Linked DNA regions of Mus musculus: all the other regions are linked to region 1. A link is a contact called in public ChIA-PET, Hi-C and capture Hi-C data. All regions are on one chromosome and are shown on one strand. Each heading gives the region's core, a stretch centred on a gene start, on an enhancer-like site or on the middle of the called end of the contact. The rest is flanking DNA. Distances are from core to core; before and after follow the strand shown. Region 1 holds the start of Tssk6 (testis-specific serine kinase 6). Region 2 holds the start of Il12rb1 (interleukin 12 receptor, beta 1). Region 3 holds the start of Pik3r2 (phosphoinositide-3-kinase regulatory subunit 2). Region 4 holds the start of Ell (elongation factor RNA polymerase II). Region 5 holds the start of Klhl26 (kelch-like 26). Region 6 holds the start of Crtc1 (CREB regulated transcription coactivator 1).

Region 1 (4,604 bases), core at 937-3,436:
ACAATATGTTCCTGGCTGGCTGGAACTTGACATTTGGATTTGGACCCTGGAACAAGGGACAGAGGTTCATATTTTACATACCAAAGCAGCGTGACCTGGCCTCCAGGTTCTCCCAGCATCCCTCAGTCTGTACCTGGCACATCTTGCCCACAACTCTCAACTATCTAGCCCAGGGTCTGGGCTGCCCTTCACCAAGAGGCTCTTCTCTATATAATCCAGAACCAAACACTCTCCACATAGCCTAGGCTAGCCTTGAACTTGTTGTGACCCATCTTTGCTTCTCATGTCTAGAATCACAGGTGAGCCATCACACAGGACCAGAACATTTTGTTTGCTTAGTTGAGGCACAGTTTCTATAATATGCACATTAAAGTCTGATGAATTAAAATCTAAAAATCTGAATTTGTAGAAGGTGGAGTTAGCAAACTCAGGTCCTTTGGAAGAGCATCAATGCCCTTAACCACTGTGCCATCTTACAGTCCCTAAGCCCATCTCTCTCTTCTTCTAGGGTGAGATGGGATCATGTAGTCCAGGTTGATCTATGTAGCCCAGGATGACCCTAACCATCAATCCGTTTTGCTTCAGCATCCAAAATGCTGAGATGATGGGTGTGCACCACCAAGTCCTGTTTATGCAGTGCCAGGGGTGCGACCTAGGGCTTTGAAAGGCTAGGCAGGCACTCTACCAATTGGGCCCCAGTTGCTAACTACTGTATTTCTGTAACTCTGAGCACTGACAGTGGGGACTTTAACTTTCTTCATATTCTTTTCCTGTTGAAATCGATAATAAAATTCTAAATGTTACTTAAAACACTTTTAAAAACTTAAAAACACAGCCTGGTGGGCACATGCCTGTCATCCTGGTACTATGAAGGCATAGAGTTGGGGTGTTCATAATTTCAGGCTGGCCTGGGCTCCACGAAAGCCGGTGGGGGTGGGGGCTGGGGGTGGGCAGAGAATGCCAGAAGAGGAACCAGCACTAGGGAGGCTAGAGTTTAAGACTAGCCTTCTATGCTATGTTACAATCAACACACATCTTGCCTTGGGTGGACCTGTCTGTCATCCCAGCAATCCATTGGCAAAGGCAGGGTCGCCACGAGTTTGAGGCCAGCCTGGGCTATATAGTAAGTCCCTATCTGCAAAAAAAAAAAAAAAAAAAAAAAAAAAAAAAAATTTAAAAACATTAAAAAAAAAATACGTATAACGGTGCATACCTATGAGCATAGCCTTCGGAAGTGAAGGCAAGAGATCAGGAGTTCTAGATCAGTCTCTGCTACGGAGTTTGAGGCCAGCCTAAAACAAAACAAAAGCCTCCAAACTCCAGGTTAGTGCTTCTCGCAGGCTTAGTTTCCAGGCCCGTGGAAGCCAGCTGGAAACTAGGGGACATGAACATTCTGGCTTCCGGGATGCTGCACTAGAAAACCAAGATTCCAACTCAGCCTCCGCTCACACTGTGCACTCTGAAGCCCGCAGGCTGCCCTCTCTCGTCTAACCGCATAACAAAAGCCTGGTCTGCGACGAACAGGACGACACTGAGACACTGACCCGACAGTCCCCGGCGGGGCAGGTTCCGCTTGTAGTCGATGGGGCCGTAGCCCCCTGGCGGGGGCATGTCCTGCTTCACCTTCGACGCCGCCATACTTGCAGGACCCGCAACTTCCGGCCACCAGCGGAAGTGAGGCAACGCGCGACCACCATTTTGAGTGTGGCGGAAGTTCCGTCACCCAGGAGGTTCCCTATAATTTGGAAGCGTTACGCTAGCCTTGCTGCGATCCGGAAGTCAGTCCCTCCTCCCTCTGGCCCTAGGCAGGGAGTAACTGTGGTCTGCATCTAGAGCTCTCTCGGGCGTGTTTCTTGCACTAAAAACCTTGGGAGTTCACCTACTTTCTTTCGTGAGCCATGGTAGCCAGGCTCGAGGCAACAGGCTGGTTCCCACCCACCTGAGCACCATCACTTCAGGGAGGGACTTGTCCTGTTCCACATCAGTGGGCAGTCTCCTCGCCAGTGACTTCTCACGAGGAACTGACCATTAAGGGCGATTGAGTCACAAAGCCTAAGAAGGGTTTAGGGAGCCCGCGGGGCGGGGGAGGGAGGGTCCCCGCCCCAAGGCCGAGTGACGCCCGCAGTCACTTCACAAGGCAGAAATTGTTACCCGGGCAATAAAAGTCATCGCGGCTGTAGGGCCTTGGGAGTGGGCACATGGGGGCACGGGGGTGCAGGTGCCAAGCACCATGGGTTAGGCCCGAGATTGGAGTCCGGCCGCCCCCCGACAGCAGCCGCCTCCTGCTCCCCGCGCGCCCCGGGCGCCACCATGTCGGGCGACAAACTCCTGAGCGAACTTGGCTATAAGCTGGGCCGCACGATAGGTGAGGGCAGCTACTCCAAGGTGAAAGTGGCCACCTCCAAGAAGTATAAAGGGACGGTGGCCATCAAGGTGGTGGACCGCCGGCGAGCGCCTCCGGACTTCGTCAACAAGTTCCTGCCTCGAGAGCTGTCCATCCTGCGGGGAGTACGGCACCCGCACATCGTACACGTTTTCGAGTTCATCGAAGTGTGCAATGGGAAGCTGTACATCGTGATGGAGGCAGCAGCCACCGACCTGCTGCAGGCAGTGCAGCGCAACGGGCGCATCCCGGGGTCGCAGGCGCGCGAACTCTTCTCGCAGATCGCGGGCGCCGTGCGCTACCTGCACGACCACCACCTGGTGCACCGCGACCTCAAGTGCGAAAACGTGCTGCTAAGCCCTGACGAGCGCCGCGTCAAGATCACGGATTTCGGTTTCGGCCGCCAGGCGCACGGCTACCCAGACCTGAGCACCACCTACTGCGGCTCGGCCGCGTATGCGTCACCTGAGGTGCTCCTGGGCATCCCCTACGACCCTAAGAAATACGACGTGTGGAGCCTGGGCGTTGTGCTCTACGTCATGGTCACCGGGTGCATGCCCTTCGACGACTCGGACATTGCTGGCCTACCCCGGCGCCAGAAGCGCGGCGTGCTCTACCCTGACGGCCTCGAACTGTCGGAACGATGCAAATCCTTGATCGCCGAGCTGCTACAGTTCAGCCCGTCTGCCCGGCCCTCGGCGGGCCAGGTGGCGCGCAATGGCTGGCTGCGGGCCGGGGACTCCGGCTAGGAGCCGGGGTTCTCGCTGTTCCCGCCGCACCAGGCACAGAGCCAGGGCGGCGCACGCGCGAAGGGCGAGCTTCGGGAAACCCGCGAAGTCGCCGCGCGCCACTGCGCACGCGTCCTGTCCCTTCCCCTTCCCCCACGGCGGCGGCCCTCTGAGGCCTGCTGTTGGGTTCTGATTCCTCCTGCACAAACTGATTGCTGGAGAGCGCATGCGCATCCTCGATTTCTGGCGAGAAGGCCCCGGGAGGGGCGCAAAGAGAAGAGAGAGAAGCATTGCGCCTGCGCAGAATGAGCTGTTGCACGGTGGGTTGCCATGCTACAGAGAAACCGTGGGCCAGCCGTGCACGCTAAGTTCCAGGTTGGAACCTGCAATAAATTCGCTCTTCCTTGCAACTGGGGTTAGCGGTGGAACCTTGTCACTGAGCAGGGGGTGGGAAGTTTTCGGCAACTTAGAGAAAGGCGAGTATGTGGAAATTCTACCTTTAGACCTAAAAACCGGAGTAGGGAGATTCAAATCCTGATTCTTCACGTCCCTAAACTGGATAAATTCCTAAAAGTTCTATAGTCATCCGCCAGGATCTGATGATACTTGAATTGGGATCAGCGGGACTGCCTGTTGGCTGGAACAGCATTTACAGATGTGACACCCACATAGGTGTCAGTTGTGCAGAGACAGGTGTGGATTGTACTCAGGTCTCTGGAAGCCGGGAGTCCTTGGTGATGGTTGTTTTCCCTATGGGAAAAGTTTACAGGGAAAAACCAGACCCATCTACTGATGATCTCTTGATTTGTTGTTGGTGGTGGTGGTGGTGATTTTGTGTGTCAAAGTTAGATCAAATACCTCACTATGCAGCCTAGGCTGGCTTGTAACTTGGATTCTCCTGCCTCCACTTTCCAAGGTGTGCAGTCCAGTTCTGCATGTCTTGAACCAGATATTGGGATTTTGAGAAGCTTCAACCATCCTTGCCTTCAACAAGGATGCAAGTGCAAGCCAAGTAAAAGAAGAGCCGAGATGTGGGGATAATTGTACGTTGTGAGGAACTCCCGTGGGCGGTGGTATCCAGAGACAGACTCAAGCTGGCCTCAGCCCCAGCTCCCCTCTACTCCACAGGTTTCTGGTGCCCTGGAGTTTTTGAATGTGAAAACTTTCCTCATGCTGGGCCCTAACTGCGGCATTGGCAGATGGGGAGACTGAGGCTATAAGAGGGGAGAGGCCTAAAGTCTGGGGCTAGCTGGAGTATGCCAGAGTCGAGAAAAAAACCCACTCCCCTGGCAGTGGGCAGAGGGAGCCAATGGATACAGGCTGTGCTTTGTGTTCCGCACCTGAGAAGTAGGGCTTGGGAAGGCGGGGGCTCAGTAGACTCAGGGTTTGTATTTCTATATTGTCTTTTGAGATTCCAGTACACAAGTTGACTACACCACCCACTTCCCATTGCCCTTCTTCCTAGTGTTGGAGGTAGAATCGAGAACCTTACT
Region 2 (4,604 bases), core at 770-3,269, 910 kb after region 1:
CACACACATTAAATAAGAATAAAATCTTTTAAATTGTTCTTATTGATAACTGGTGCCCGTATGCTTGTTAATGAACAAAGTTTGTTCCTTGAAAACTCCTATTCAGTCTTCAACACCCTCTCTGAATGCTGTTTCAGGGCTTCAGAGTCTCTTGGGCACAGAAAGGGAAGGTCACTCCCTTGACTGGGCCACCAGCAGCAGAAGCCGAGACCATAGGGACATTCAGTGGTTTCTTCTGCTATGGTTTCCGGGGCCCTTGTGACCTATTCCTTCCTGCTCCCCGCCCCCATGTGTGTAATGTTCCTGAAAGTGGGGCACTCTGGGCACTTAGCTATCTATACTGAGCTTTCAAAGGAGCCTGTGGGTGGGGGAGGAAGACACGTGTGAGTGCCCCACAATGTGACCTCAATAAGGGGAAACTCAGCACCCCAGTGTGCTTGGGATCTCCTCCCCACCTCACACACCCTCCATGGCTCCCTAGGTCCTTCCTAGCTAGGCAGGCCCCCCAGCCTGGCACTTGAAGAAGCTTGAGGCCATGGTCTTGCTGCCACCAAGCACCGACTATAGCTGCCTGGCTGCCATTCACCCAGCCCGGCCTCCTTCACATGCAGCTTGTTGGGGGAAACAGAGACAGATACATGTATTTGTGTGAAGGCAATGGTGGCAGAATGTGGACAGCTCCCAAAGAACCAAGTTTGGCCCCCGTGATGCTGAATCACTCCATCTCTTTGCCTCCAACTGGGGCCCCTGGACTCAGTTTCTTTATCTGTGATGTGGAGTCAGCCATAGCAGTCTTTCTGAGAGCAGGCCATTTTAAGACAATGGTGGGGGCAGGGTGCAGGTCAAACTCATGCTATACTCTTCCACGACCTAGAATGTTCTGAATGGCCTAGAACTCACAGCAGTACCCCTGCCTCAGCCTTCCAGGTAAGTGCTTGGATGGCAGGTTTGTGTTACTGCACCTGGCTTTCCCTGTGTGTCTATTCCATCTCCCTGACTCCATCCCTCCCCCAGCCCCTGGTCCCTCCCTGTGAGCACCAGGGAGCCAGTCTGTGTGGGTCACACGGGTGGAGTGTGCCAGGGCAGAGACACAGCCTCATTGTCCCAGAGCTGCTGACCTCATAGCCTTCAGGACACTTGACCCTGGGCCAGGCTGAGCCAGCTGTCCTGAGAACATAGCCCCTGCTCCAAGCTGCCCTCCCCCCAAAAGAGCACCATGAACTCATCTGTATAGGCCTCAGTTTCCCCTTATGCCCAACCCACAAAAGATTATCATCTGTGTGAGCCCTGGAACTTTTAATTTGAGACAGGGTTTCTCTGTGTAGCCCTGGCTGTCCTGGAATTCACTCTGTAGACCAGGTTGGCTTCAAACTCAAGAGATCTGTCTGCCTCTGCCTCCTGAGTGCTGAGATTAAAGGTGTGGACCATCACCACCGTGCTTTGATAACATCTTTTTTTTTCTCTCCTCCCCTGATGACATGTTTAAAGAACGGTCATACCACTTAATTTTTTCTTTCTCTCTCTTTCTTTCTTCCCTTCTTTCTTCCTTTTGTCTATATAGTACAGGCTGCCCACAAAAATCATGGCCATCCCTTATCTCAACCTCCCTGTACTAGAAAATGGACTTTAAAATGCAACCTGCAGGTGGGGGCTCAGTTTCTAGAGCATCTATCTGCACAGCATGCAGGAAGCTCTGGGCTCCATCCCCAGTCCCCGTTGGATCAGGAGAGGTGTGATACACACCTGTCATCTCAGCACTAGGGATGTGAGGGCAGGAGTTCAAGGCCAGCCTCAGCCACAGAGTAAATTTAAGTTCATCCTGAGCTACAGGAAACCCTGTCCCCACCCCCCACCCACCCCCCAAAAAAAACCCTCCAAGAGATTTCTAGGCTTACTCACCCCAAGGTGGGTTTGTAGTGCAGAGGGGCCCCCACCTTTGGGCTGACTTCCTGGCTTTTGCTTTCACTTTGACTGGCCTGGAGACAATGAGTTTTTCTTTCTTTTCTTCTCCCCCTCTTCACTTTCTTTCTCTCTCAGTGTCAGTGTGTTTCTGAGCGTGGACAAGGCGGCTGGGCCCCTTCAGCCCTGCAGAAGTTCCTGGGGCCTCACGACTCGGCTCCTCATGGACATGATGGGGCTGGCAGGGACCAGCAAACACATCACCTTCCTCCTGCTTTGCCAGCTAGGCGGTGAGTCCCCACCAATCCTTGCACCACTCTCCTGGGTAGGGAGGGGTCCCTGGCAGCCTACAGGCTCCATGGCCTGGTGGTTTCTGAGGCCGTCTTCCTCTTTGTCCTTGTGGCCTTGGATCTAACTTAAGTCCGGGTTTGAGTTTCCCCTCTCAGAGGAGTCTGACCCATTCCAATCTCCCATCTTCTTAAACAAGAAAAGCTCAAGGGATGGCAGACACATGGAAGATTGCATGTTCTGCACACAGCTTGCCATAGACTCTCATACATGGGATATGCACAGGCCGTGCCTATCAGGACAACGCCTGGACCAGGCTGAGAAGGGCCGGGGCCCCGTGGATCCACCTCAGTCATGGCTGCTGTGTGACTCTGGGCAAATTCTATGCCTCTCTATGCCTCTCTATTCCTCTGTAGGCCAGGCATCTGTAGCTTGTTGGCTCCAGGGATAGCAGTCAGGATTGCCCCAGCAAAAGAGCTGCAGGCCTTTGGAGGATACCATGTGCTACTCATAGCAAGAGGCAAGGGCCCCTCCTACAGAGGGCTACCATCCTAGAACCTGAGGCGGCAGAGAGGGAAGCATGACTTCAGGCTGCAGGGCTGGGGTCACCAGGGGAGGGAAGAAGACCCTCACCTTAGAATCCAAAAGGCCAATTTCACCGGACAATCTTGACATGCTTCCAGTTAGGCTGGCGTCCTTGCCTGGTGTGTCTACACTCTGTGTCTACATAGGCTTCTAGGGAGACCCTGGTGCTGGAACACCTCAGTGGAATCCCCACAGGACATCACCATCCCCCGGGGACTGTTATTGCCCCTGACTACCAGGATCGTGCACTTGTGGGGCTGTTACCCTCCTCAGCAGCTTGCTTTTCTAGGGCAAATGTGCTGCCCCACCCCCCTTCCTGTGTGTGCCCTTGGCAGTCACAGAGGGACCCATGGGCCACCTGGGGGAGGGATGACGGCTGAGAGAGGACGGACTGATGGACAATGGGTGGGTAGACAGGTTGGGTGAGAATGAGCGTTTGAGTGGGTGGGTGGATTTTTGGGGTGTGGGGTGGGTGAATTGGGTGGGTTGGTAGGGGTGTGGGCGAGGGATGTGTGGGTCTGCAGGCTGCTGTGCTGATAGCAAACAGACACAGACGGACTCGGGGGTGGGCAAGCTGATGTTCGCTCCTGTGCTCTCCCAGGCTCACAGGACTCACGCTTGTCTTTCAGCCTCAGGCCCAGGTGATGGCTGCTGCGTTGAGAAGACATCGTTCCCAGAGGGAGCCTCAGGTCCGACACAGGTCCTCCCAGGCTGAGAGCCACACCACACTCTGCCTCATGTTACCCCATGTGTGTCCCTCCTTCCCAGCCCCTGCACGACTGGACCCTGCTGGTCCCTTTCAGGCACTCATGAACATAGGTCGCCTTGGCCCCTCCTCCTTTGCAGCCTGGTCTCAGGGTTTAAGCACCTGTTATTTAGATGGGCCAGTGTTTGGGACAATTACCAGCTACATATTTGCACTCAGTCCCTAAGGGAAGTATTTATATTTCTTAACAAATACCACAAAAGAACCCCAAGAAACAGGGTCCCCAATCCGCTGTTATCCCAGGCCTTGGAAGACTCCGGGAGTGGGAGTAAGGGGTAGTGTGGGGCACTAGGGGTTCATAGTCATCTTTAGCTAATGAGGTAAAGATCAGCCTGTCTACCCTGCAGGGCAGGGGTGCAGCTCCTGTGCAGGTAGGAAGCCGAGGGCTGCCCGTGTGCAAAGGAAAGTCTTTCTGCTTATCCTGCTTAGGGGGCTCCCCCTCCCTCCTGTGCAGGTAGGTGCTGAGGTGGAAGTTAGCCCTGTCCCTGTGAGGTCCAGCAAGGGCAGGATTGGAGGAAGGCATGGGGACACAGGGATGGTGGTACACTGTGGAGCCCCACTTCTCAGACCGCCACAATCTCCCACAGGCTCACCCTTAGGACCCAGGAACTTGAGTTGCTACAGGGTTTCCAAGACAGACTATGAGTGCTCCTGGCAGTATGATGGCCCTGAGGACAATGTTTCTCACGTCCTGTGGTGCTGGTGAGGACCCATTCCCACAACCTCATTTGTCTCCAAAATCACTCAGGCAAAATCTGTGTGTGAGCTCCTGCTGGGCATGATCCCCGCCCATCTCTGAGTGTCAGGTGACATGGTGACAGGGGCTGCATGTCACTGCAAGGGACAGACAGTCTAGTTTCTCTCCCTCTCCCTCCCCCCCCCACCCCCCTTTGAGACATGATCTCACTATGTAGCCCAGGCTGTCCTCAAAGTCACACTCACAGAGATCCTCCTGCCTCTGACTCCCGAATTCTGGGATTAAACAGCGGTTGGGATTAGACTGCGTCATGACTTTATTTTCCAACTGACCTTTATGATTCTCCTCCCGCCCCCTGCCCCTCCCCGC
Region 3 (4,604 bases), core at 1,346-3,845, 870 kb after region 1:
AGCCAACCTCCCAGGCCTCAGCTGTGCTGCAGATCCACCCACCCCAAGTGAGGGGCTACAGCCATGTAACTGTCTGCATTAGACATCGAAGCCACATAGCTAGTCTTAGAACATTCTGTGATCCTCCTGCCTCAGCCTTCTCAATGCTGGGATTACTGGCATGCACCTCCACTTCCGGCTGCCTGATTGTCTTCAACAGGTTTGTGGGGTCCTTGCCTCCCACTCTGCAGCACACTAAGGCCAGACATCCCACCTTTTCTGGCATTATGGCTCAGTAAGAACAAGGTTAGAAGCTCACATAGGGGCCTTTGCAGGAGTTGTGCTCTGTGCCTGGAGGGCCTAAGCCCTCAACTCCTCACCACTCTGGTCACCAGAGTGACACATTCTCACTTCCTGAATAAGAAGCCTGACCAGGACCTGGCTCCAGGGGTGAGCTCACTGACAGCAGCGTCCCAACACAAGTACCCTACATTCACCAGAGAAAAGAGACCACAGAACAGTCTGAGTGGACTCATTCCTTCTCCACGGTGTCTGCTCACCTGACTCAGAAGATCCATCCAAGGGCCTGGCGGGCAACGGACGGGGCCCCCGTGGGCGAGGGCCTGGTCGAGCCAGAGCCACGGGTCCTAGGAACTCCACGTATGTCCCGGGGAAGTCCCCTCGCTGTCGGGTGCGCTCGTTGAAGCCAGGCATCCAGCCCACATTGTGTGGGCAGCGCTCTCCTCCATCAGCCACACCAAGTGCCTGTAGGGCCACCCGGCTCACCACCAGGAGGTCCCCAGGGAGCAGCTCCAGGTCTTCAGGCCGCTCCCGGCGGAATGGGTACACAGCCCTGTACTGGAAGCCCTCGGCTCCTGCCATGGCTGGCCTGGGGGGTTCTGGACCGTCAGCTGGCTCCCCGGGGCTCTAGGGACCCCATGGGCTGGTGCGGCCTGTGTGGTGGGCTTGTAGACCTCTACTTCCAGAAGTCACAGGCGACCTCGGGGGCCGCACATGCCTAGATGGCCATCTGTCACAGAGGCCACCATTTAGTCACCTGTGCAATGATGTTCCTGGTGTTTTCTCAAATTATTTGGCTTGTGTCACCCATCAGATGGTCAAGCTGGGATAGGTGGATCACTCCTTCATTAGCTGGGCTGTGGGTGCCCAGGCTTACTGGCTCTTCAAGATGTGCCTGACACCAGACGAAGGGACCCAGACCACAGGCTGCTACCATGCTCAGCCGGGAACACCAGCCTAAAGGACATGGACAAGGCGGAGTGAGCCAGGACAGAATCCCCCAGTGACCTTGGGGCTGGCCCCTGTCCCACTACTGATTAGTCTCCCCATCCGAGAGGCCACACTGACAGCCTTTCTTCGGGGTGCTGGGAGCTGAATGCTTTGCTGTCCCCACTAGGGTTGTGGGAACTGAAGTTCAGAGCTCTCTGAAGAACCCCACTCATCAGGAGGAAGCCAACCACAGATGCACCCAAGTTCAAGGCAGGAACAAAGACAGTGACCACATGGCCAGTTAGACTTGGGGTTATTGGGGAACCCCAAGAAGGGGTTGAACACCTGAGCAGTGGACATGGCCTATCAAGAGCTGTGGCCTGGGTGGGCATCCAAGGAAACAGAAGCCTTGGTTCCTGCAGGGGAGGTTGAGACAGGGTGCAGGGGTGTCCCCAGCTTGCCTTAGCCTGGGGCTCTCTGGTGATGCAAGAGAGGGGAGGTGTCAAGAAGAACCATGGTCACCTTAGTGCCACAGTAGGATGGGGACAGGAGCTGGACACCCCACATTGGGTCCTAGCCTGGGTCCCCATTCCAGCCTGCAGTTGGGTCTTCTGTGCATCCTCCTGGGGGAGCAAGGCTGACAGGTCCTCGTATAGGGACAGGGCAATGCATAGACAGACCGGTTCCTGCAAAGGCCCGATGGTGGAAGACGCCTGTCTAGGATGCAGAGGCTTTCAGAAAGAAGCCATGAAAAAGGCGTTTAGCGTGCCAAGGGGAGGGTCTGGGCTTCATCCCCAGATCTCGGGGACCCGGTGCAGGTGTCCTAGAGGGACTTAAGGCTTTGTGGTCCAGGGTATCCGGTGTGACTCACTGTCCGGCCTCTTGTGGCCTGCATGTTATAGGTAGGGAAACTGAGGGTCGGAGAGGCCTCTCCTAAGAAAGCCACCCGTCTGCCCGCCCCCGTGCCGAGCACGTCTGCACACCATGGGGGGAGGGTATCGCGGAACCCCCAATGCAAAAGGAGGGGCCTACGATGCACGCATAGTCTGTGTGCTCACACAGACGGGCCCCTAGACCCTCGTGCACCCCGAAGACCCCTGGACGACGGAAGTGGCCGGATCCGGGGTCGTGTCCCGCTCTCCGCCCCGTTGCGGGCGGGGACCTCCCGGCCTTAGAGACCCTGTCTCTACCCCGCAGGCTGCACAGCCCCACGCTCAGCTCGGAGCCCGGTTTTGTGCGGCTCCTTCTCTCCTCGGGTCCTCCCCACCACCATCGACTCACCCACTCCGGCCGCCGTCGCCACCACCACGACCGCCGCCGCCGTCGCCGCAGCCGCGGGATCCCTGCGTCAGCCACCGTCGCCGCGGTTCCAAGCCTTCGGGCCCGCCCCCAGGCGGAAATAGCCGAGCGCACTCGGGTCGGGAGGGCGGGCCTTTCCCCCCACACGAGGCGGAGCCCGAAGACCGAGGCACGCGGGCAAGCCTCCGGAAGCTGCCGAGTGTGCTCCCGCGGGAATGGGAGGCTGGGCTTTGCCACGAGACAGCCGAGGCTGGTCGGAGACAGCCGAGCACGGCCGTCGGAGGCTCACGAAAACACTAGAAAGCGGAAGGGTCGGGAACGCATTCGGTCCGAAGCTGGGCTCGGTGGACTTGGGACTCTGAGATACCCGAGCCATTCCGGAAGCAGCAGAACGTGCCATAACAGGGGTTTGTTTGTGTTTTTTACGAAGTCGTGAACCTGCCAGACCGCGGAATGTGTCTGGGAGGAACCGAACGACCTCAACTCCAGGCCTTGGGAGTTGACTCGGAGGCCGCCGATAGCTTCCGGAAATTGCCGAAGGTCCACTGGACGAGCTCGGCAGCTGTACCCTCAATGGAGAGCCGCTGGTGGAAGGAATGGAAGGCGAAGGCACTGCCATGACAACCCTAGGCGTCCGGAAACAGCCGAAGTGTCTCCGGCCCAACACGCGCGAGAATGCGGCTTATCAGCGTCCGGAAGCGAGATTGTTTCCGGAAATACGGACAGACTCTGGCGAGACGGAGAGAACCAGAAGTTGCCGAGCTTGTTCGGCTGATTTCCGAGGGATTCATTTATCTATTTTAGCTCACCGCAAAGACTAGGGTAGAAAATTGGGACGGAGGGGTTGCAGCGAGAGTTCGGCAGTTAAGCATGCTCACTGCTCTTGCACAGGATCCAGGTTCAGTAAATTACAGCCGCGTATAACCCGACTGGAATTAAAAGCAAGAGCTATGACGCCCAGCGTTTTGGATTTTTCCTTTTTAAGATTTTGTGTTTTTCTTCATGTTCAACTGTGCGCCTTGTGAGTACCTGGTGTCTGTGGAAGTTAGAAGAGACATCGGATGCTCTAGAACTTGAGTTACGGCTGTGAGCTGCCATGTAGGTGCTGGGAATACAACCTGGGTCCTCTAGAAGAGCAGCCAGTGCTTTTAATCATTGATTCCTTTGGCTTTATTATTTGAAACAGGGTCTTGTTATTAGCCCAGGCTGTATCTGAACTCATGATCCTTCTGCTTCGTGCCTCCCCACGCCCCCACCTCCAAGTGTTAGGATTACATGTGTATACAGCCATGCCTGGAAACACTTCATTTTAGAGATGAGATTTTGCCCTATTGCCCTAGCCAGGATCCCAGCCTGCTAGGTAGCTGGGATGCAGGCTGGCTTGGATTAAGTGTTTAACCAAACCCCTATACAGCCAACAAAACTCACTTAGATGATATCGAGCCATCAGTTTTTCCCTACCCCCAGCCACTCACAAATGCACACACCAGTATCAGATGTCTTCATGGGACTTTATTTGATGCCAGCTCCAAGATGGGTAGAGGGCTACTCATGCACAGCCTTGGTCTCCCTTCCAGCAGAAGGTACTGGCTGCGAGTCAGGGAGGTGCAGAGGGTTTGAGTGCCTGCGAATTCCCCTCGTGGAGTGTGTAGAGCTGCACCACTGGCAACCTACTACATGGCTGCTAGATCACACAGCATGGGAGTCTGGGCTCCCCCATGGCCATGCTCACAGTAGGGCTAGGAGAGCCTGTCCTGGGCTGCCACTCTTACTGGACCATTGTGGGACATGCCTCTGGCCTTAGGAACCTCAGCTTCTTGGATCACACAAAGCTGGGGGGAATTCAGGTGTGCTCAGTGCACATGAAGTGTGCAAGTCACTGGGGTTAGTCCTGTAAAGAGGCACAGAATGGGAAAGACACTCCTCTAGAATTACACAGCATAGCTGGGGTCCACACTCGGTCCTCTGGCACTCACCATGCTGGGCCTCGTGCACATGGGCATAGACTTTGTGGTGCAGGGGTTGGTGGTCAGGCATGGTCCTCACTTGGGACAAGTGCTTTGTCCCACCCTGCAGTGGACACCTTCCCCACCTTG
Region 4 (4,604 bases), core at 600-3,099, 640 kb after region 1:
AGTCATCAAAAAGGAACGAAGCTCTGATTCATCACCAATTGATGATCCTTGACAACAATCACACCTCAAAGGCCTCAGGTTGTAGGACCGCACTATGAAATACCCACAAAGACAAGCAGATCAGAGTTGCCAGGTGACAGAGAGGGAACAGGAAAAACTGCAAATGAGGACCAGGCTTTCCTTTGATAGAAATATTCTGGAACAGTCAGTGGTGTCGGTTGTGCAACATTGAGTACGTGTTGGATGTTGCGTTAAGAGTTGTTTATTGGAAAACCAGCGCGTGACGTGTGGGATATTCATCCAGTTGTTGAACTTTTAGCATCAGACATAATCAGCACTTCATCCTGTTTCCACAGTTCTTGCCCTGGTTCTGGGGATCCCCCCTATTAGCTGGACCGGGCAAGCCCACGCCCACTTGGTTTATGTAACCACGCCCACCACAAGCCTCAACAGACGCCCACTCCGTCCTGGTGCGAGCAGGCCTGGCACTTGACCCTCTGGAGAGCTGTGCCTAGACTCCACCCAAGGAACGCGGAAAAAAAGCATAAATATCAAGCTGAAAGGCCCAAGTTCAAGTGTTAAGGGTTCATGAGTAACACATGTAGCGGCGAGGTTAGGAGCTTGGAAAGATGGAACCGTCAGCTCTTATACTTATGAGCGGGTGGGGAATAGGCCACGTCGGTCAAGCGGTCAGGGATCTTAAGTCAGTTGGGTGGGAAACCCTTGAAAATTGGTTTTTGAAACGCGGCAGCGGCAACTCCTGAATAACTCAGCTTGCCCAGCGGCTGAGGCTTCTGGGGAGGGCCTCGGGAGCTTGGGGTCTGACTATGTAGCCCAGTGCATGAACTGAAGTAGGGCAGACCCTGCGACTGCGGGGGGCGTATCAGTTGGGCGTTTGGCGGGCAAGCGGTGGTCTGGGAAAATCAGCAAGCACGGGGTGGGGGAGTGGCCACGCCTGCTTCATGAATAATACAGCAAGTCGGTAGGCGGGCTTTACGGGAGTTTGGGGGCGTGGCCAAACGCGGAGCGCTTGGGGAGCAGTTCCTCGGTGACGCAGGGTTCCATGGGCGTTTGGGGGCGTGGCATAGGGCTGGTAGAGGAGGCGGGCTTCAACGCGTGTAGGCGTGGCTAAATATGTTTCTTTAAGGTGATTTTTTTTTCACTGGGGGCGGGGTGGGCTCGCTGCATATGAGTGACCATCTAGATCTGGCTGGCAACTGCGAACAAACGTGTTCGTCGTCGCGGCCTGGCAGTCTACCAACACGTCGGAGATCACGGCCAGTTTCTCATAAATAACACACTCACGCGACAGGTCGCGAGGCTGAGAGGGCTTTGCTGGGTTTGGGATGAGGATGGGTTTCCTGCAGTCTTGGGGTCGAGGCTGCCTTCGTCTCATGAATAATGCAGGAGGAGTCGTCAGGTAGGAGGAGCCTGTCTGTGAACTGGCGCACGCGCATGGGAGTTGTTTGCAAGGGAGGGAAGTTTCTTAGAGAGCTCTGAAGAGCTGTTTTAAGGCTATGACTGGCCTCGCGAGACCCTTAGGGAGTGGCCAGTTGCGCTGTGGTTAGTTTTTGAAGGCGGGTTTGGAGCGCGCGGGAAGGCGTGGCTAACCTCTCTTCTTGAATAATACAGCAAGACTCACAGTCTCCGGTCCCGAGAGCGGGCCTGTAAGTGCTTGGGGGCGTGGCCATCTGTGCGGGCCCGAGGCAAAATGTTCCTCAGCTCTGTCAAAGAAGGCACGCGCGCCCGGAGTGGGGCGTGGCTATGCTGGCCTCATGAATAATGCAGCACGTCGGCGGGCGGCGCGGCGGGGCGGGGCGGGTCAGGCCGGCGTGCGGGCGCAGTCGCTGAGGAGGGGGGCGGGGGAGTGATGGTTGCAAGATGGCGGCGCTGAAGGAGGCTAGGAGTTACGGGTTGTCGTGTGGGCGCGTGAGCGACGGCAGCAGGGTGTCGGTGTTCCACGTGAAGCTCACCGACAGTGCTTTGAAGGCTTTTGAAAGCTACCGGGCCCACCAGGTGAGCTTTGCGGCGTCCTGGCGGGTAGGCTGCGCCGTGGGGAGACACTTGCGGGGACCTGTGGGGGACAAGGCCGCGCGTCCACACCTGGCGATACCTTGACCAGCCCCAGTGACATCCTTCAGGTTGGCTCTACTCTTGTCTCTTTTTTTAAAAATAGGTCCTTTCTATGTAGCTCAGGTTGTCCCTGAACTGACGGCCATCCTCCTGCCTTAGGTTCTTAAGTGCTGGGATGACAGGTGTGTTTGGATCCACTCATAGAAGGGGTAGTTTGACAGAAACTTACTGCCTGGCCCCAGATCCTGCCACTCTTGTAACCCTGTTTCCCTGGATATTTTGGACAAGGCTGTTGTGTTTTTCTCACCGACGGAGGTGGTTGTGTTAGCCATGGGGGCTTCCTCCCCTGGGCACTCAGCAGGAGGCAACTGTAGCCACCACACTTGGTCTCTCCATTTTCCACTCTTCATCTGGGAGAAATTCCAGGCTTTTTGGTACTGCCTCCTGGCTTGGGAGTGGGGTTAGGGATCCTGGCTGTGTCCCTCTTTCCTGTGCCTCACTCTGGGTCACACCTTGATGCCCCACCCAAGCCACGGTATCACCCTGCATCCATCCACTGAGACAGAAGTTGCAGGACCCCAGGGGAAGTGGCTTGAGGGTTCATCTTACTAAAGTGACTGGGGTGTTGAGTCTGTGTCTGGGATGTGTGTTTGCCTGTGCTGGCTCGGGGGGTGTTGACGCGGTCGAGTGAACAGAGAGTAACTAGGAAAGAATGTGGTTTTCTTCCTGCCCAGGACATGTGCTGCACCATTGGCCAAGCCAGGAATTTATTCCCCATTCAGTGATCTGGGGAGCCTACCTCTTCCTGCATGTCTTCCCTTCACTTCTTTGAGCCACTTCCTGCCCGTGCCCGGGTTTTAGTTTTTTCCTTCCTAGAACAGGTTGAATCTCTTTGGAAAAAGTCCTTCTTCCCTTGTCAAAAGGGGCAGAAAGTGCCCCTGCAGGTGAGAAGGAAGAGGTGGTGAGGATTTGGGTGGCAGCCACTGAGTGACCAGCCCAGCCACTCTTCCTGGTTAGAATTCCAACCTGTAGTCTTTCCCCTTGGGCCATTCTGACTAGTCCTGGAGAACCAGGGCTTTTCTCAGAAACAGCTGGGCCAGAGCATGAGTCACTGCTGTCAGGTGAACTTGGTACCTGGTGGCAGTCGCTGGCCCTTGCTCTGCCACCCCTACAGCCTTCTCCAGCACCGCTGTCATACTGTTATTTTTAATTTTGCTGTGCATTACATCCCCTATCGAAGCCTGGTCTTCCTCTTGTGAGGGCACTTGTGGAATTGCAGGCCACTGTGCTCGGGCCCTGAGGAAGCCAGTTGTGTCTAGCTGTTTGACTACCAACCATAAGGGACTCTGTGTCTTGTGGCTGACAGCATTCAGTTTTGGGACAGTCCAAACCTGTGTTTATCTGGAAAGCTGACAGGGCACTTACTGGCAAGGCGACTTTGGAGTGTAATCTGTGGTCAGCATCAGAGCTTCACTCTATCCTAGGCTGCTGTCAAACCCATGACTCTTGACTCTAGGTGCCAAGGTGGCAGGCAGGAACCACCACCAGCCCAGCTTCAGAGACGCATATAGTTTGTTTCTTGGGGTTGTTTTGTTTTGTTTTGTTTTTGTTTTTTTGAGACAGGGTTTCTCTGTACCACCACGGCCCGGCTCTGTTTCTTGTTTTTTAAGTAATCCTGGTTGTCCTGGATCTTGCCAGGTAGAACATACTGGTCTCTAGCTCTCGGAGATCTACCTGCCACCTTTATTAGGTTAAAGGTGTGTGCCACAGCACCTAACTTGGATTTACTCTTACTCTCTGAGTGTGGAGGGGTCTGAGCTGAGACAGTGTTAGCTCTGGTGGCAGGAGAGGACAGGTTTGGAATGGTGAACCAGGGGAAGGGACTTGGAGAAACTTGAGTAACTAGAAAGGCACTGGATATCAGCTGATGCTCACAGGGCCAGCACTACCTCTTGTCCCTGCTTTGAGTTGGTGCCACATTAAAAAGCAACCTGTCCAAGTTAGTCTCTTTTGCTTCTCCAGCAGTTAGGTCTTGAGTCTGCCCGGCACTTGCTTACCACTGAGCAGTGCCACCAGCTCTTTTATGTTTCGTATTTCTAGATGGGGTCTCTCTGTGTAGCCCTGGCTGTCTTGGAACTCGCTCTGTAGACAAGGCTGGTCTGGAACTCAGAGATCTCCCTGCCTCTACCTCTGAATGCTGGGATTAAAGTTGTATGTCACTACTTCCCAGCTACTTGCTTTCATTTATTTATTTTTTGGTTTTGTTTTTTTCGAGACAGAGTTTCTCTGTTGTTGTTGGGGTTTTGTTGTTGTTGTTGTTGTTGTTGTTGTTTTTAGATTGCTTTACCTCTTCTGTATCCCAGGCTGGTCTTGAACTCAGGACCTTCTAACCTTAACTTCCCTGTTGACTGTCAAGCCCCAGCATCATCCTATATTTTAGTTTGAATTGCCAGGAGCTTTTTCTTAGCTTCAGGTGTAGCCAGAGCAGGGCCTGGAAGGGAACGGGCTGTGGAAAGGGTCTGTGTAACCTG
Region 5 (4,604 bases), core at 1,511-4,010, 570 kb after region 1:
CAGATACACAGAGCACCCACGGATACATGGCATATATTCACAGACACACAGAGCACCCACGGATATGTGGCATATACTCACAGACACAGAGAGCACCCACGATACATGGCATATATTCACAGACACAGAGAGCACCCATGGATACATGGCATATATTCACAGACACACAGAGCACCCACGGATACATGGCATATACTCATGGATACATGGCATATACTCACAGACACACAGAGCACCCACGGATACATGGCATATACTCACAGGCACACAGAGCACCCATGAATATATGGCATATACTCACAGACACACCGATACTCACAAATACATTTTTAAAATAAATGTTTAAGACAGGTGTGCTGGCACACACCTTTAGCACCAGCACTCTGGAAGTAGAGGCTCTGTGAGCTCGAGGTCAATCATGTCTACAAAGTGAGTTCTAGGACAGCCAAGGCTATCCAGAGAAACCCCGTCTTGAAATATAAACAAATAAAAAATACATCTTTAAAAAATTTACCCTAGGGGCTGGAGAGATGGCTCAGCAGTTAAGAGCAGACTGCTCTTTCCAGAGGTCCTGAGTCCAAACCCCAGCAACCACATGGTGGCTCACAACCATCCATAATGAGATCTGACACCCTCTTCTGGTGTGTCTGAAGACAGTTACAGTGTACTTAGATATAATAATAAATAAATCTTTTTAAAAAAATTTACCCTAGGGATCTGGTCAGCTGACCCCCCTTTTTTTCTGTTTTTGTTTTTTTTCTTTTTTTGGGGGGGGGGGGCGTTTCAAGACAGGGTTTCTCTGTATAGTCCTGGTTGTCCTGGAACTCACTTTGTAGACCAGGCTAGCCTCAAACACAGAAATCTGCCTGCCTCTGCCTCCCAAGTGCTGGGATTAAAGGCATGTGCCACTACTGGCCTGCCAGCCGTCCCCTTTTATCTGGCTCCTAGGCCCTGCCCACTCATTCCCCAATGACTCCATGATCTACCCCTGTTACAGACCTTCAGTCCTGGGCCACCACTCTGTCATGCCCCAGTGTGCTGCCACTCACTCTTCTGTGGCCAGAGCGCCCAGTTTCTGCAGTTGCCGATGGCCTGTATGGAGTCCCTGGTTTGCTCTGACCTCACTCTGAAGCTTCCAGCTGCTCTGGTAACAGGCAGGGCCAATGCCTCCTCTAGGTGGTAGCAGGGTTTCCCTAATCAGCATCTTCCCTCCAGTCCTAATGCTCAACTCAGATCCACAGGCCACCAGATCTTTCCCTGCCCTCCGGCCTGCCTGAGGGCCAACTTTGTTCGTTATCATTAGGCCCAGTGCCCTTGGCTTCGGTTTATTCCCAAACCATTTACAGACTGAATTTCCTCCTTGATCTCACAAGGGTGGTGGCTGTCTCAGGGCAGGGGTTCCTGGCTCTGGGTTAATGTGAAAATGGAGGGTGTGAGTGCTCCCTAAGAGAGTTCCCTAAGACCGGTAGGTGCTCTTCCCCTGAGACTCCAGATCAATTCACAAAAATGTATTGCAACAGAAAGTTTTTGAGTTCAAGGTTGGCCTATGCTATACAAATCAGTCACTATCTTAAAAATAGGATGGGTAGAGGGCAGGCATATGACCCAGTAGTAGAGTCCTCACCTAGCATGCACCACAGGAATAGAGATGCATGCCTGTCATCTTGATCATTCGGGTTGAGGAAAGATAACCAGCAGTTTGATGTTATCCTCAGCTATATGGCATCTGTGAGACCAGCTATAAGATTCCTTGTCTTGAAAAACCAAAATAAAACAAATATTTAAAAATACTTGCCATCTTTATGCAAATTCCCAAGTTCAAGGAACCCACCTTCAGAGTTGACCAGGAAAAAGGGTGACCTCATTTAACTAAAAGGGGTGAACGTGGACCCAATATCTGAGGGCAAGACCTCCAATTCAAACGTTTAGAGTGAGGGGAGGGGTATTTAAACCCTATGAAGGGTGGAAGGAAGGGGGTCTTAAAGAAAGACCCTATACTCTTGAGTATCTTCTCTCACAGTGCTCAAACTCCACAAATACATCCCGACCTCTCACAGTCCCTGAGACTCCCTGGCCATCATGATGGATCTGCTGGGGCCCCCAAGGTTGCCTCAGTGTCCCCTCACGGCATGCCCAAGTCCCTTGTTCACCTATCAAGCCCCTAGACAATTTTCTGACAAATAGAACCTGTTGAGGTCTCCCAGTGGCCTCAGTGTCTCCCAGACATGTCCAGGCCCCTAGGTGACTGGCCTCAGTGTCTCCCCAGACATGTCCAGGCCCCTAGGTGACTGGCCTCAGTGTCTTCCTCAGACATGTCCAGGCTCCTAGGTGACTGGCCTCAGTGTTCCCCTCCAGACATGCCTAGGCCTCTTGTTCCCTGCCATCAGGACCTGTGGAGGTAACCAGGTGGTCTCAGTGCTCCCTTCACGAACGCCTCGGCTCCCTCCCGGGCCCCAGGGTCCTTGTGGAGCTTCCCACGTCACCTTCCCCGAACCCCTTCAGCCCCGGGCTCGCAGCTCCCAGGAAGCCGGGCCTCAGCCTGCCCTCAGGCCTACGCCATAGCTCAGGACCTTAACGACAGGGACTCGGAACGTCCACGCCCCCGGCGGCCCCGGGTCGGCCCCGCCCGAGCCAAGTGGTGCATGCCAACAGAGGCGTAGGACTCACCTGCTCGGGCGCTCGGGGCTCTGACTAGAGCCGCTGCTGCCACCGGACTCCGCCATCTTCCGCCGCGCGCCCGAGCGATGGGGCGGCGCGCTGATCGGGAGATCGGGGCCCGGGGCAGCGGGCGGAGCCGCTGAGAAGGAGGGAGGGACTCGAGTGGTGGGCGGAGCTTGGGATCAGGGGCGGGGCCTGAGGAGAGCAGGTCGGAGAAGAACATCGAGTAAGGCCAAAGAAAGTGAGGGGGAGGAGCCTGAAAGACCAGGGGCCAAAGAGGTAGGCGGGGATTGGGGCGGAGCCTTGAAGAGAAGTGGCGCTTAAAACCCTGGAGGCGTGCAATAAGAATTATAAGCATGGCCTAAGAGCGGACCTAAGGAAGATAGTACCTGAAGTGGGGGTAAGGGTTGAAGACGTCATGGCCCTCAGAAGGGAGGGGTCTGAGAAAGGTGATTCAAGCAGGACATGACCTAAAGAGGGGCGGGGCCTATGTAAAGGAGGGAAGAGACCTGTGGAAGAAAAGTTCTGTGGGAGAAAAGGTTGGCTCCAAGGTATGGTAGGGCCTGAGTTTGGAGAGGGGCGAGTCTTGGCTGTGGAGAGAGTGGCTGGAAGGCCTATGCGGGAAATGGAACCATGTTACTTCCCAACATAACCAGGAAGGGGAAGGCGGCCTGAGGGTCATTCTTGGTGTTAGATATATGCTGGACCAGAAGAAAAGTGGAGGAAGACTGGAGCCGCCCCTAGAGGAGGGAAGGAGCCCAGGATGATGATGGGAAGTGTCTAGCCCGAGAGGGGCGTGGTTAGCGGAGGGGTGAGGCAAAGGGTAGGTTGGGAGGGTCTTTTAATTAAGAGCAGAACTGCTGGGAACATATGCCTGGGATGGGAAGAGGGCCGAATCCACGTTCGGGAGGTGCCTGGGCGGGGCCAGGGCTGGGAGAAGGATCGGGACTTGGGCGGGGCTCATCATAATGAGGGGGCGGGTCTGGACTGCAAGAATGGGAGGGTTGGGGAAGAGCCTTGGTAGGAGATGTGGAACCTAAGTTGTGAAGGTCGTGCCATGAAGGGCGGGGCAAACAAGGTGTGGGCTAGGCGGCGCACAGATGTGGGCGTGGCTTATCTTTGGCAGAAGCGGGATGGCTCAGATGGCATGTTCTGATGAGTGAGGGAACAAAAGTCCCTGAGTGCACAGACCCTCTTCACTAGCATCCTGCCCCGAGCCATATCCCTTTCCCAGCCTGAACCCAACCCAACCCTCTGACTTCCAACCCTTTGCTTCAGCGTTTTCAGCATATAGTAAGCTCAGAACCTCCTACCTCAGGGCCCAATGCCACTCTCAAATCCCCATCCCTTCTGTATCTGCCCTCATACTCTAGCTCCCATTCCCGAAATCCCTGCCCACAGAGACACAAGCCAGCCTCCACACCCTCTACCTCAAGCACGCTATAGACTTGCAACCCTCAGCAATGGTTCAAAGGCCCATGTCTGTGCAAGGCTTTCCTTTTGTTAAGGTCTTCCTTTTGTTAAGACTGTGTCTCCTAGGCTGGCCTGCAACTGTGAACCCTCCTGTGTCATCACCCTTCTGAGTCCTGGAATGACAGGCATATATATCACCATGCCTGGCTGTCTTTCCTTTTTTATTATTTTCTGTCTTCTGTTCTTTCTTCCTCTCTCCCTTCCATCACTCCTCCTTGCTTAAGGCTCAGAGGATAAATGGCAGCAATGCTTGAGGGGCTTGGCTGCCTACAACCTCCCACACCAGAGTCTCAGCTTATAGTAGGTTGAAATGCATCCAGCTAGTCAGCTAGAAAGTACAACTCCTTTAGGTAAAATCAAAGACTAGCCACCAAACATGGCACCCCAATGCCTGCAGCCCCAGCACTCACTCGGAGGCTGAGACAGAGGATCAATTCAAGGTCATCTTTGCCTAAACAGCAAATTCAAGGTCT
Region 6 (4,604 bases), core at 1,151-3,650, 540 kb after region 1:
AGCTTTAAAGACCTCAAACTCACAGTGATCCTACTGCCTCAACCTTCAGACTGCCGAGAGACAAGCATGTGCTACCATATTATATATATTTTGAACTCAAGCTATTCATGGGACACTGTACATACAGAAACCAGAGGACAAGTTTCAGGGGTCAGTTCTCTCCTACCAAATGGGTCCCAAAGACTGAACTCAGGTCCTTGGGTTTGGCAGAAAGCACCTTTATCCAGCGTTTATCATCTACCTTTATCACCAACCTGCCTCGTTCTTAATAAGAAATGGGGCATGGGCAAATGCTACATGGATGGTTTGAGCATGGAGACCAACTCCACTAAGACAGAGAGGGCTGTGATCCCAGAACAGCCGTAAGCATAGGGAGGGGATGTGGCTAGGCTGCCTGAGGGGCCAATCTCCTCTAGGGCAATGAAACAGTTCTGGAAGAGGGTGGTATAGGTTATATGATTCAAAGAAGCTGGTGAGCGCCACTGGTCACACACACAGACCTTCCTTCTCAACTACATTCCAATCAGGCTGTTCCATCCTTGCAGAACCTCTAAGGGCTCAGGAAGTGCAGGCAGGAGCATCCAAAGGCATCCTCAGCTCCTCAGTGAGATCAAGGCTCATCTGTGCTACACGAGGCCTTGCCTCAGTCACCTCCTCCACATCATTCACTCTCAATCCCAGGAAGAAACCAGATGTCCATCAAAACGTCAACTATGAAACTCTTTGTTCTGGTTACACTGCAAACATTTGACACCAACTGTATGCAGACACCTACTATGTGCTAGAAACAAGAAGCAAACTCAACTGCCCTGTAAGTAACACAGGGATGGTAACACTTTTTGTTTGTTTTGGTTTGGCTTTTGGAGACAGGATTTCTCTGTGTAGCTCCTGCTGCCCTGGAACTCACTCTGTAGACCAGGCTGGCCTTGGACTCAGAGATCATCCTGCCTCTGCCTCCCGAGTGCTGGGATTAGTTGTGCACCACCATCTCCACCCGGCAGATGATACACTGTTTATTTGTTCATTCATTGCCCTTTCTCAATGCCTTTCTCAATACACTGAGGGAGAACATGCCCCCCTTCACCCCCCTCCCCCGCCCCGAGGGCTTTGGGGACAGAGTCTGATTGAAAGTGAGAAAACCACCACATTCAATCACTCACTTTCGCCTACGATGCCACAATCTTGGAGAAACAAGCAACTGACTATAAGATTACCTGACCCAAAGGTGCCCACTGATGAATCCAAGCCTCATGTAAGTACCCCTGGCAGGTCACATGGGACTCAGAACCCAGGTCTGAGGGTGTGCAGAACATGCCACACACCAGCATCACCTCCTTCACCCTTGAGGAAAGTCTGATGACACACACTTGACATGGAAGGATAAGGCTCCGCATCCACTCCACTTGGCCAAGAACCTAGCAAGGCCAGCTATGCCTGTCAAATGGCCCAGCCACCCAGTCTGTTGGCAGCTGTTCCCTGTCATGCATGGGAACCAAGCAGCCACCTCTATGCTGACTCCAAACATGGAGGAGGGATATCCTCAGCTATCCAGGAGGGATAACATCTCCTTCACGGCAGAAGTAGGAGTACCAAGGAAGGCACAGGTGACAATGATACAGTATCACCTCCTCCTCAGGTGCCAATGGAGTGACAACTGTGCCCTCAAATAACGATGAAAGGACCCCTTTCCTTTAGGTAACAATGAAGGGTGACAACCGTCCACTCAGGTAGCATTAATGGAGACCTGTCCACTCAAGTAGCATAAAGGGTGACAACTATCCCCTCAAGGTAGCAACAATGGGGCCACTTATCCACACAGATAACACTAAGGGAACAACTCTCCCTGAAGGTAGCAAAGATGGTGGCACCTATCCCACCAGGTAGCAATGAAGGGTGACACCTGCCCCACCAGGTAGCAATGAAGGGTGACACCTGCCCCCTCAGGTAGCAATGATGGAGTCGTAGGTCCTACGAGGTAGCAATGATGCAGTCCCTGTACCATCAGGTAGCAATCAGGGGGGTGACACGTGTCCATTCTGATAGCTATGATGATGGCACATGTCCCCTCAGACAACAATAATAGATGACACCAGTCCACTCAGGTAGCTGCGATGGGACCACCTGTCAAGTCCAAAGAGCAATCTCGCGAGCAGCCGCTCAGCGCTGTGGCGGCGTGGGGACACCTGCGGCGGCCGCAGCCCCGCCCCCGCGTCTCTTCCTCCTCCCCTCCCTCCTCCCCTCCCCTCCCCCGCGCTCTCACCCGCGCGGCCCGCGTCAGGCTCAGGTCCTTCATGACCTCCTCGAAGGCCGCCGTCTCCTCCGCCTGCTTCTGGTTGTGCAGTGCGATCTTCTCGCTAAATTTCCGCGGATTGTTCGAAGTCGCCATCTTCTCGCCGCCTCCTCCTACTCCTACTCCTCCTCCACCTCCTGGCCCCCCCCACTCTCGGGAGCCACCGCGCAGGCGCCGGCCGGGCCCACGGCCGGAGAGAACGCGCAGGCGCAAGCACGGCCCAGAGCGTGGCGCCGGCGCGCGGGAGAGGCGTGTGGCGTTGGGGTGAACACGCCTGCGCGTGCCTGGGCAACGCGTCGGGAGCCTGGGAGGGGCGTGCCTACGCAGGCGCACTGCAGTGCGCGTGGTTCGCTGGACAGCGGTCCGGGTCCTGTCCCATCAGCGAGGGACTTGAGTGGCAGAGGACACGGCAGAACTGATGCCTGCATTCACTGGACTCCAGCATTCGCTGAGGACTTGTTGGCGCGCCTGCTGTATTCCAGGGCACAGGCATGAACAGAGTGGGCCCTGGGCTACACAGCCGGGGAAGGGAGCAGACTTCCTACCAGGAATTGAGCAGGGGTCCCAAAGTACAGTTCCTGGGCAGAGCCTGACTTGGCACACAGAAGCCGGGGTTCGGTCCCCAGCAATACACACACACACACACACACACACACACACACACACACACACACACACCACACTTATAATAAAGTTTCAAATGGGAGAAATGTGCTGCGCCTTCTAAGAAAAAAGACAGTACTGGCCATGATGGTACGACCAGCTGGAGCCAAGGGGATGGGGAATTCAAGCCACCCTTACCTGTAGAGTGAGTTCAAACCAGCCTGTGACACAGGACACGGAGAAAAAAAGACAAATGGGGGGGGGCTCTCTGGAAAGATGGAAAGATTGCTCAGAGACTAAGGGCACCTGCTGTCCTCGAGAAAGACCTGACTTTGTGATCCCATGGAATAGCTCATATGCCCTTGCAACTAAGGTTCTAGAAATCCAACGCCCTCTTCTGGCCTTGGCAAGAAGTTAAATATACACATAGCATGTGCACACACACACACACACACACACACACACACACACAGAGATACATAGATAAATGTTTTAAATTTAAAAATATTGCCAGGCAGTGGTGGCACACACCTTTAATCCCAGTATTCAGGAGGCAGAGGCAGGCAGACTTCTGAGTTCCAGGCCAGCCTAGTCTACAGAGTGAGTTCCAGGACAGCCAGGACTACAGAGAAACCCTGTCTTGAAAAAAAAGAAAGAAAGAAAAATTAGAGAGCTAAGGTCAGGCATAGTGGCACGTGCCTTTAATCCCAGCAGAGGCAGGCAGTTCTCTTTGAGTTCAAGGCCAGCCTGGTCTACAAAGCGATTACCCAGTCAGGGCTACACAGAGAAACCCTGCCTCAGAAAAAAAAAAAAGAAAAGAAAAGCAAGCAATAAATAAATAAAAACAAATAGAGCTAGAGAGAAGGCTCCGTTATGCTAGCATTTGCTGTACAGGCACACACATTAAAGTTTGGCGTGGCCATTGAGTGCTGCAGATAGGGGACTGGCCAATCACTCTACTGAAAGGGGAGCCTCACGTTCCATTCAGTGGGATGCTCTGCTTCACATGAAGAAGTAGAAGGGATCAGAAAAAGGCACACATGTCTGTGGCACACATGCACACACACACACATGCTGTGCTGAAGGAGACTGTATGAAACCCAGACCACACAGAGGAAAACAGAGCCTCAAGGTGGTAAGACTTTGAACTGTGTGAAGCTGGAGACACAGGCCTTTCCGCTACTGGGGCCATTGTGTCCTTCCAAATTTACTTAGGTCCATCTTTCCTACCTGGCAATGCCTGAGACCACCATCTCTGCCAGGAAGAGGGGAGATGGGACACACTTCTGTCTACCAGCTAGTTCTCACTATTGTCCTGAGAGGTCAAAGGCACAGACAAAGCCTACAGCTGCCTGGAAGGGGGACCCCTGGCTATAATTGGGCTCTGACTGTGATCCTGGCTGTCTCCCATGGCTTTAGAAGGCTTTAGTGAAATTAATGTGCATTGATAAACACCAGCTGTCTCTGCCATTTACTCTGGTCTGAAGGGAACCCATCACAGACACAGGAGAACAGAGCAGACATGGGCTGGGAGGGAGTAGAGGTCAGCAGGTAACCACCTGGGGGCTGTGTCCTCACTCCATTCACCCCACAGCCTTGGCTGTAACTTATCAGTCCTATCCCCCAGAGTGGTGGAACAATGGCCTGACGACGACTGGATCCATTGGTCACTGCCTCCCAGGATGGATGAGGGAGATATGGAGAGAATCAT

The links. A called contact is a pair of places that touch in the nucleus more often than the background predicts. ChIA-PET counts read pairs in DNA pulled down with a chosen protein or histone mark. Capture Hi-C pulls out chosen DNA fragments and counts their contacts.
Region 2: a contact with region 1 is called in a capture Hi-C map of macrophages, with 4 times the contacts expected there. The contact joins the promoter of Il12rb1 here to the promoter of Tssk6 in region 1.
Region 3: a contact with region 1 is called in a Hi-C map of uterus. The contact joins the promoter of Pik3r2 here to the promoter of Tssk6 in region 1. A contact is called at or near these places in 3 of 39 promoter capture datasets (the SN4741 cell line, liver and pre-B cells) and 2 of 484 Hi-C or Micro-C datasets (B cells and uterus).
Region 4: a contact with region 1 is called in an RNA polymerase II ChIA-PET map of memory CD8 T cells, with 47 read pairs. The contact joins the promoter of Ell here to the promoter of Tssk6 in region 1. A contact is called at or near these places in 3 of 39 promoter capture datasets (embryonic stem cells, neural stem cells and pre-B cells), 3 of 484 Hi-C or Micro-C datasets (CD4 T cells and regulatory T cells), 2 of 115 datasets of contacts at active chromatin or transcription factors (astrocytes and memory CD8 T cells) and 3 of 9 other capture datasets (adipose tissue, liver and pancreatic islet).
Region 5: an RNA polymerase II ChIA-PET map of memory CD8 T cells shows a contact between it and region 1, with 7 read pairs. The contact joins the promoter of Klhl26 here to the promoter of Tssk6 in region 1. A contact is called at or near these places in 4 of 39 promoter capture datasets (cranial neural crest, frontonasal cranial neural crest and liver), 1 of 484 Hi-C or Micro-C datasets (B cells), 2 of 115 datasets of contacts at active chromatin or transcription factors (astrocytes and memory CD8 T cells) and 1 of 9 other capture datasets (liver).
Region 6: a contact with region 1 is called in an RNA polymerase II ChIA-PET map of memory CD8 T cells, with 30 read pairs. The contact joins the promoter of Crtc1 here to the promoter of Tssk6 in region 1. A contact is called at or near these places in 1 of 39 promoter capture datasets (liver), 1 of 484 Hi-C or Micro-C datasets (embryonic stem cells), 2 of 115 datasets of contacts at active chromatin or transcription factors (T-cell acute lymphoblastic leukemia and memory CD8 T cells) and 1 of 9 other capture datasets (macrophages).

Annotation. Positions count from the first base shown.
Region 1 is chr8:69,899,998-69,904,601 of GRCm38.p6, forward strand. It overlaps Tssk6 (testis-specific serine kinase 6), which reads left to right and starts at 2,187. Exons shown (of 1, transcript NM_032004.2): 1 at 2,187-3,521. The coding sequence starts at 2,311. The coding sequence ends at 3,132. Ndufa13 (NADH:ubiquinone oxidoreductase subunit A13) reads right to left here and starts at 2,023. Exons shown (of 5, transcript NM_001382215.1): 1 at 1,940-2,023; 2 at 1,545-1,735. The coding sequence starts at 1,638.
Region 2 is chr8:70,806,430-70,811,033 of GRCm38.p6, forward strand. Il12rb1 (interleukin 12 receptor, beta 1) reads left to right here and starts at 2,020. Exons shown (of 16, transcript NM_008353.2): 1 at 2,020-2,189; 2 at 3,402-3,461; 3 at 4,126-4,240. The coding sequence starts at 2,123.
Region 3 is chr8:70,774,117-70,778,720 of GRCm38.p6, forward strand. Pik3r2 (phosphoinositide-3-kinase regulatory subunit 2) reads right to left here and starts at 2,596. Exons shown (of 16, transcript NM_008841.3): 1 at 2,491-2,596; 2 at 540-1,236. The coding sequence starts at 861. 2010320M18Rik (RIKEN cDNA 2010320M18 gene) reads left to right here and starts at 2,746. Exons shown (of 1, transcript NR_029440.1): 1 at 2,746-3,490. It overlaps Mast3 (microtubule associated serine/threonine kinase 3), which reads right to left. Exons shown (of 26, transcript NM_199308.2): 26 at 4,001-4,604.
Region 4 is chr8:70,537,826-70,542,429 of GRCm38.p6, forward strand. It overlaps Ell (elongation factor RNA polymerase II), which reads left to right and starts at 1,850. Exons shown (of 12, transcript NM_007924.2): 1 at 1,850-2,016. The coding sequence starts at 1,882. Gm51534 (a long non-coding RNA gene) reads right to left here and starts at 1,704. Exons shown (of 2, transcript XR_003947400.1): 1 at 1,643-1,704.
Region 5 is chr8:70,474,183-70,478,786 of GRCm38.p6, forward strand. It overlaps Klhl26 (kelch-like 26), which reads right to left and starts at 2,761. Exons shown (of 3, transcript NM_178771.3): 1 at 2,668-2,761. The coding sequence starts at 2,723.
Region 6 is chr8:70,437,173-70,441,776 of GRCm38.p6, forward strand. It overlaps Crtc1 (CREB regulated transcription coactivator 1), which reads right to left and starts at 2,401. Exons shown (of 14, transcript NM_001004062.2): 1 at 2,261-2,401. The coding sequence starts at 2,386.